Regions from separate parts of the Mus musculus genome. Here region 2 is linked to region 1. A link is a contact called in public promoter capture Hi-C data. All regions are on one chromosome and are shown on one strand. The core of a region is the stretch at or near the end of the contact, and the rest is flanking DNA. Distances in the headings are between cores, read along the strand shown. Region 1 overlaps Crtac1 (cartilage acidic protein 1). Region 2 holds the start of Loxl4 (lysyl oxidase-like 4).

Evidence for each region. Promoter capture Hi-C pulls out the DNA fragments that hold promoters and counts their contacts.
Region 2: a contact with region 1 is called in a promoter capture Hi-C map of embryonic stem cells, with 2.4 times the contacts expected there. The contact joins the promoter of Loxl4 here to the enhancer-like site in region 1. A contact is called at or near these places in 17 of 39 promoter capture datasets (the 3T3-L1 cell line, 3T3-L1-derived adipocytes, the C10 cell line and 11 more), 2 of 484 Hi-C or Micro-C datasets (embryonic stem cells and pancreatic cancer cells), 4 of 115 datasets of contacts at active chromatin or transcription factors (embryonic stem cells, pancreatic cancer cells and stem cell-derived neural progenitor cells) and 2 of 9 other capture datasets (embryonic stem cells and liver).

The regions. Positions count from the first base shown.
Region 1 is chr19:42,321,145-42,324,105 of GRCm38.p6, reverse strand. It overlaps Crtac1 (cartilage acidic protein 1), which reads left to right. Exons shown (of 15, transcript NM_145123.5): 4 at 258-394. Among named protein-coding and RNA genes, the nearest start is that of Mir3085, 42 kb to the right of the region's middle. Within about 2 kb of position 1,470, at least 5 of the 459 cell types and tissues checked have an H3K27ac peak or open chromatin away from gene starts, as enhancers often do. A contact at or near this core is called in embryonic stem cells, where this site is marked.
Region 2 is chr19:42,611,263-42,614,357 of GRCm38.p6, reverse strand. Loxl4 (lysyl oxidase-like 4) reads left to right here and starts at 1,552. Exons shown (of 15, transcript NM_053083.3): 1 at 1,552-1,640.

The DNA of each region.
Region 1 (2,961 bases), core at 221-2,720:
ATGGAGACTGGAACTTCTGTTCACTGATTCTAAACCTTAGGCTTATAATTGCTGTCTCCCTTAGCCTGAGCCTCTCTTCTGGTGCCAGCTAGAGTCAAGTTCACAACTAGAAAGGAGCTTTGCCTGCAGAGAGCCTCCCTGTCTTTAACCACAGACACTTTCCGCCCCAGCTCCTGTAGCAAATGCCAGGAGACAGAACCAGAGCCTCCCTGTGTCCTGTCCACTGTCCACCAGCCATCCTTGCCTCCTCTCTCCAGGTGTGGCCACATACACAGACAAGTTGTTCAAATTCCGAAATAACCGGTGGGAAGACATCCTGAGTGATGACGTCAATGTGGCCCGTGGAGTGGCCAGCCTCTTTGCGGGACGCTCCGTGGCCTGTGTAGACAGGACGGTAAGTGCAAGGGCCCAGGAGGGCCTGGGAGGAAGCAGAGGGCCCAAGGCTGTCCCACCTTGGTAGCTCCCGTTGTCCCACACACAATAGAAGCAAGATACTAAGTGGCTTAACTGGGGAACAAAAATAAGATCAGTGACATGCCTAAGACATGAAGCAAAGTCCAATACTAAATGGGGTGCTCATTCATTCAATTAATCAATGCTTCATGAATTCAATCAATGCTTCAGTGAGCTAGGCATTGAGTCACATGACCCTGTCCATATCTTTATAATATTGAAGGTGCAACAGGGGAGTGCAGAAGTGGTCAAGGCAGGGTTACCTGAATGTTCTAGAACCTTAGTTCATCAATGGTTCCATCAACCCCCTTCCTGTGTTTAACCCAAAACATGGGGAAGCGTGGCTGAATTGGAAGCAAGGAGAGGAGCTGTCGTTTGTGCTTGGAGCTGGGTCCCAGCAGCCCTACCGTAGACAGCGACTTCTGGGGATGTGATTTGTCCACCCTGTCACCTGCTCTCCTGCCACCCACCTGCTTGGCTCTATAACAATAATCACGGCAGCGAGGGCACAGCTGCTGCCCTGCTCCACAGTTGTGGGGCTGAAGGGGTGGGCTCCAAGAGATGGCACAGAGGGATTGGGGATTCAGCGCGAATGTTCGCAGCAGGGGTCTCCAGGCCTTAGGAGAAGGCAGGTGCCAGGTATAAATATTTATTTCTTAACAAGCTGGTGCTGGGGAGAGGAGCCAAGCTGGGCTGTGAAACCACATTTAGCCCTGACCTGAATCCATGCCACCTGGACTCCTGCCTGGTGGGAGGGGACAATGAGGTGGGTCTGAAGAGCCCTGGGAGGTGGAGGGCCATAGGTGGCAGGTCTGGTCACAGCTGGGGATCTTGTCCACACTCCTTCTGTTTCCCCGCCTCTCTCGTCAGGACTTAACCTCCCACACTGGCCAAAGTGGGACGTTCTCCCTGAACTGGAGGGAGGAGCTGGAGGTTAATCATGGATACACTCTATGTCCTAGCAAGGTCATCCTCACACTGGCATTTAACCATGGGACAAAAGCATTGTGGGGAAGGCAAAAGGGAGAGGGCGTCGTCCCTCTGCACAGTGGGCGGTGCTCGGAAGCTGTCTACTCCCAGCCTGACCTCACTCCATCCTCCAAGACCTTGGAGAACCGGAGAAAAAAACAAAAAACAAAAAACAAACAAACAAAAAAAAAAACCTTCCAGTGAATCACCACCAGGGGAAGAGGTGCTTCCTGCCCATTCCTGGGTCCAAGGAATTGTACGGAATGAACTGGGAGAGACCAAGGCCAATGCAGAAGCTAGAAGACAGGAATGCAGTGTGGCATAGAAAACACAAAAAGCAGTGGCAAAGGACAGAAGACAAAAGCGGCCCACCCTTGGGCAACCAACCATGCACGGAGCCCACGTCACAGGCCTCTTCTTTCTGAATCTTTACAATAAGCCCATGGGGTACAAGCTACCATTATCACCTTTTACAGATATGGAAATTAAGGCTTGGAGCAATTAAACAACTTGACCTTGGTCACATAATAAATGGCAGGCACAGCTGGGAATTGAACTCTGTCTGCCGGAAAGCAGAGCACACCCACACTCCATCCCCCTGCTACCCCAGCTCTGGGTACATGATAATAGACAGGCTTTCCTGACGACCCCCCCCCATTCAAGCCATCTTCATTTACCCCCCCCCCACCTGGGGGTGTCTGGGCTAGCTGCTCAGTGGTTCTCAGAGTGTGACCCCCAGACTATTGTCAGCACAAGCACTGTGAGGAATGGAGATTCAGAGGTGAGGGGGATGACTCTGCGGGTAAGAGTGCTTGCTGCACAAGCACAAGGGCCTGAGTTCAAATCCCAGGACGCTGTGTAAAAAGCCAGGGGTGGTTCTACAAGTGCTTGCAATCCTGGTGCTCTGGGGGTTAGAGACAGGGGGGTTCCTGGGCTTGCTAGCCACCAGCCAAGTTCCAGGTTCAGGAAGAAACCCTGTCGCAGGAGAAATGTGGTGGTCAGTGTAGAATGAGACACACCACATCTTCCTCTGGACTCTGTGTGTGCACTAAAAAGCACAGGCCCTGCCTGCTGCATCCCTCAGACCAGCTGAATCAGAAATGCCAGAGACACAGCTCAACTCATGGGGACTGGCAAGGGTGGTGATGGGCTGAGGGGAGTCTGTCCCTGCCTAGCCACAAGTCCCTTCCTCACGCCCTGCTCCAGATCTGGAGCCATCTCCTGCCCTTTATCTCCAGCTGCCCCGTCACTCACTCACCTTCCTGGATGGAGCTCAAAGCTGATCTCTTACAAGAAGCGTTCCCTGGTCAATAACGATTATGCCTCATGTTTATATTGCGTTTTTTTTTTTATCTTCTCGGAGACCTTTCACATACATTGTCTCATTCCGGCTTCTCAGACACCCTGCCCTCCCCCCCCCCCCATTTAGCACGTGCAAAAGGCAGCCTGCAGGCCTTGATGGACGTGCCCACGGCTAAAGAGTCATCGGGGCCTGAGACTAGACCAGGACTAGGCTAGTAACCTCTGACTGGTGCTTTT
Region 2 (3,095 bases), core at 303-2,802, 290 kb before region 1:
AAATCCTGTCTCAGGCAGTGAAGATGAACTGAGTTCTCCCTTTGACCCTCACAAATTAGCACTTAAGAACAAGGGGAAATCCCACTGGAATTAAGCTTAGGCCTAATACCCTCACTTTTCAAGGAAGACCCTCACCTGCTGTCCACCGTTGCCTCTGGCCAGTCTTGCAAGGTAAGGACTTCCGGCCAACATCAATTCATTCATTGGGTTCCAAGGTATTTTTAGCTCTGGGCAGCCAGGCCTGGTGGGTGACTGGCAGCAGGCGGAGCCTCCCATGTTGCTCCTGGCTCTGCATTAGAGGTGGCTGGGCAGAGGGTGGAGGCCCCGTGCATACCTGGTATCCTGGTCCACAGCTGCCTCATTGTCCCTAGGGGAGGAGCCGGGTTTCTGCCTCTGCCACTGACCTGAGGCTGGGAGCATTCTTTCCTGTTGATTCATCCTAGGGAATGTTTTGGGCCCAGGTCGGGTGGGGCAGGGCCACTGGGGGGACATCTTAGACATGAGCAGCTAGGGGTGGACCCAGGTCTCTGGCAACATGGTCAAGGTGACCTGGCTGTCACATGCCATCTTGGCCCTCATTACCTCTGCCTTGAGGTCACCTTTATTTGCACATCTTCCCTCTTCAGACTTGGGTACCCCCCTGCCAGCGTCTAGCACTTTAGCCCTTTTTCTAGCACATAGGAGAAAAATCAACAGAGGGTCCTGAATGAAGAAACCGTTAGCTGTCAATCTGAGGCAAGGTGGGGGACGCGCCGCTCACTGCTCTGAGACTAGAGAGGATACTGGAAACAGTCTGCTCATTTCACACGTGAGGTTCTGAAGGAGCTGAAGACTGGAAGCCCGAGGCCTGGAGCCTGGTTGCTTCTTCAGCTGGGGGACTCCCCTCCGCAGGCCTTCCTTCATTTGTTGTGTTCCACAGCCTCTCATTCCCCTCTGTCCTCCACTGCCCTCATCCCCTGAACCTGGCAAGGACCAGGGACATCCTGGCTAAGTACCGGAAGTCTTAAGTTCTCTGCTGCGAGGTTTATGACTCTGGGAAGCAAATCCTGTCTCCTGGGACTGAACTTCATAATGAGCAGAGCTTTGCTCTCAAGCCGCCTTCAGTAAACCTTGGGGACCAGGTCACAGAGAGACTGTTACTTAAGCTGCATCACCCAACCACTGAACGGGGCCCTCACCCCAAAAGAACGCCTGCATTGCCCTGCAGAAGCAGCCCACGGGATCCAGACCTAAGACTGTGGGGCGCTCAGTTCTATAAGGTTAATGGGACACAGCTCCGATCGCCCATTAGACAGAGGAGAAAACCGTGCCTGCAGAGGCACTCGCAGACCGGATCCTTGCCACCCGACGCTGTCCCCCGCCATGCGTCTCCGGGACTCCGTCACCCCCCACGCTCCCCGCAGCGCCTGGGACTTCCCAACTTGGCCCAGTCCCGAGCTGCGCGCCTGGCTGGTGGCCGGCCGGGCGGGGCTGCCCGTGCACACAGGCGCGCCCGGGGCGGGGCCTGCGACCTCCCCCGGGGAAGGCCCGGACTTGGGGCGGGAGGCTGGCGGATAAAAAGCCCCCAGGGCGCCCCGGGAGGCCCGTTAGCGCTGCTCTGCCGTGGCGCCCAGCCCAGCCCCGACCTCCAGATCCTGCCGGTGAGCTCCTGCCTGTTGCGATCTCCTGTCTGCCTCTTGCTGTCTGTCTTGTCCTTTCTTCTGTTTCTCGCGGGTGGGCAGGCCTCTAGAAGCTCAGAGGAATGGGGGGATCCCATGGATAAGTCAGCCCAGTGGGTGGGTCACAACCTGCTTCCCCACTGGACAAGTGCCCATCATGTTAGGGGAGTTGGTTCAAGGCTACATGAGTGGAGAGAGCTCTGGCAAGCAGGAGTCTGGGTGTTAGGTTTGTGAATACACTGTGTGTGAACACACTGTGTGTAACCATTTCTCACCCTGAAAGAATGCTGGGGACGGAGTAAAATAGAACTAGATGTCTCTCCTGTGACTCGGGGCACTAAGAGCTGGAGCAGAGCTGGGCTCCCCTCTACATAGAGCTGACTGCTGGAGATGATGTGAAAGAGGGTTTGGAGGCAGAGGGCTTCAAACCCCACCTTCCCCAGCCCTATATAGGTGGGAGCCTATTTGTAGGCTCTGCTCTAACCACAGGAACGATGCCATAAGGGTACAGGGCCTAGACCAAGGCCCAGAGAGTCACAGAAAAAGGACTAGGAGTGACCCACAGCTAGCCTCTCAGGATAGCCGCCCCCCCCCCCCAAACCTCTAGGAATCCTGGGCAATCATCCTCTCGCAGCCTTCCCTCCTGGCCAGGGCAGGTGCCTGTGTCTTCAGACTTCACTCCAGTGCCCTTGCACTTCAGCCTGAGTCATATAGCCAGTGACAAGGTAGAGTTCCATTCACCCTCCCTCTCTCTCCCTCATCCAACATCGATCAATCAATGAGAGCCCAGACTGTAGCCAGGTGGCCTGTTTGAATTCTGGCCAGTCCAGCTATTTCATTTCCTGGGGCCCCGACCTTTCCATCTGTGAAATGGAGAGGCCTATTCAAACAGGGTCCTAGAGGCATTCTTATCCTGTGGCCCCCTCACCCATTCCCTTCTCCCTGGGGAAGAGAAAGGGCACCTTCTTTCTCCAAGACCCAGTTCTCAGCCCAGTCCTCCTGTACTCAGTCCAGTGGGAACAAATAGGAAGGTAGGATACTGGGAGGCCTTTCTGGAGGGAGCAGCATTTGAGCTGGGTGTTGACATGTGTGTAGGAGTTTAACAATGGGCCCTGGGAGATGAAGGCTCTGTCTTGGGAATGACAATGAGGAGACGAGCTTGGTGTGAGTAACAGTTCTGGGAACCTGGAGTGGGCAGGAAGTATGGAGGCTCTCCAGGGCCTGCATCCTGGTGGCTTGAAAGGAAGGGCACTGCCCTAGCTTACAGGCACAGGTCTTGCAGCAGAAGCCCACCCCTGCCTCTAGGCAAGGAGCCTGAAGGCCTGTGGCTTCTGAGGAGACCTCCAACAGTGGGAACTTGAGCCACAGTCACAAAGCAGAACAGCCTAGCCTATCAGAGACCCCCAACAGCATGTTAACACCCTAGGGCCATTTCAC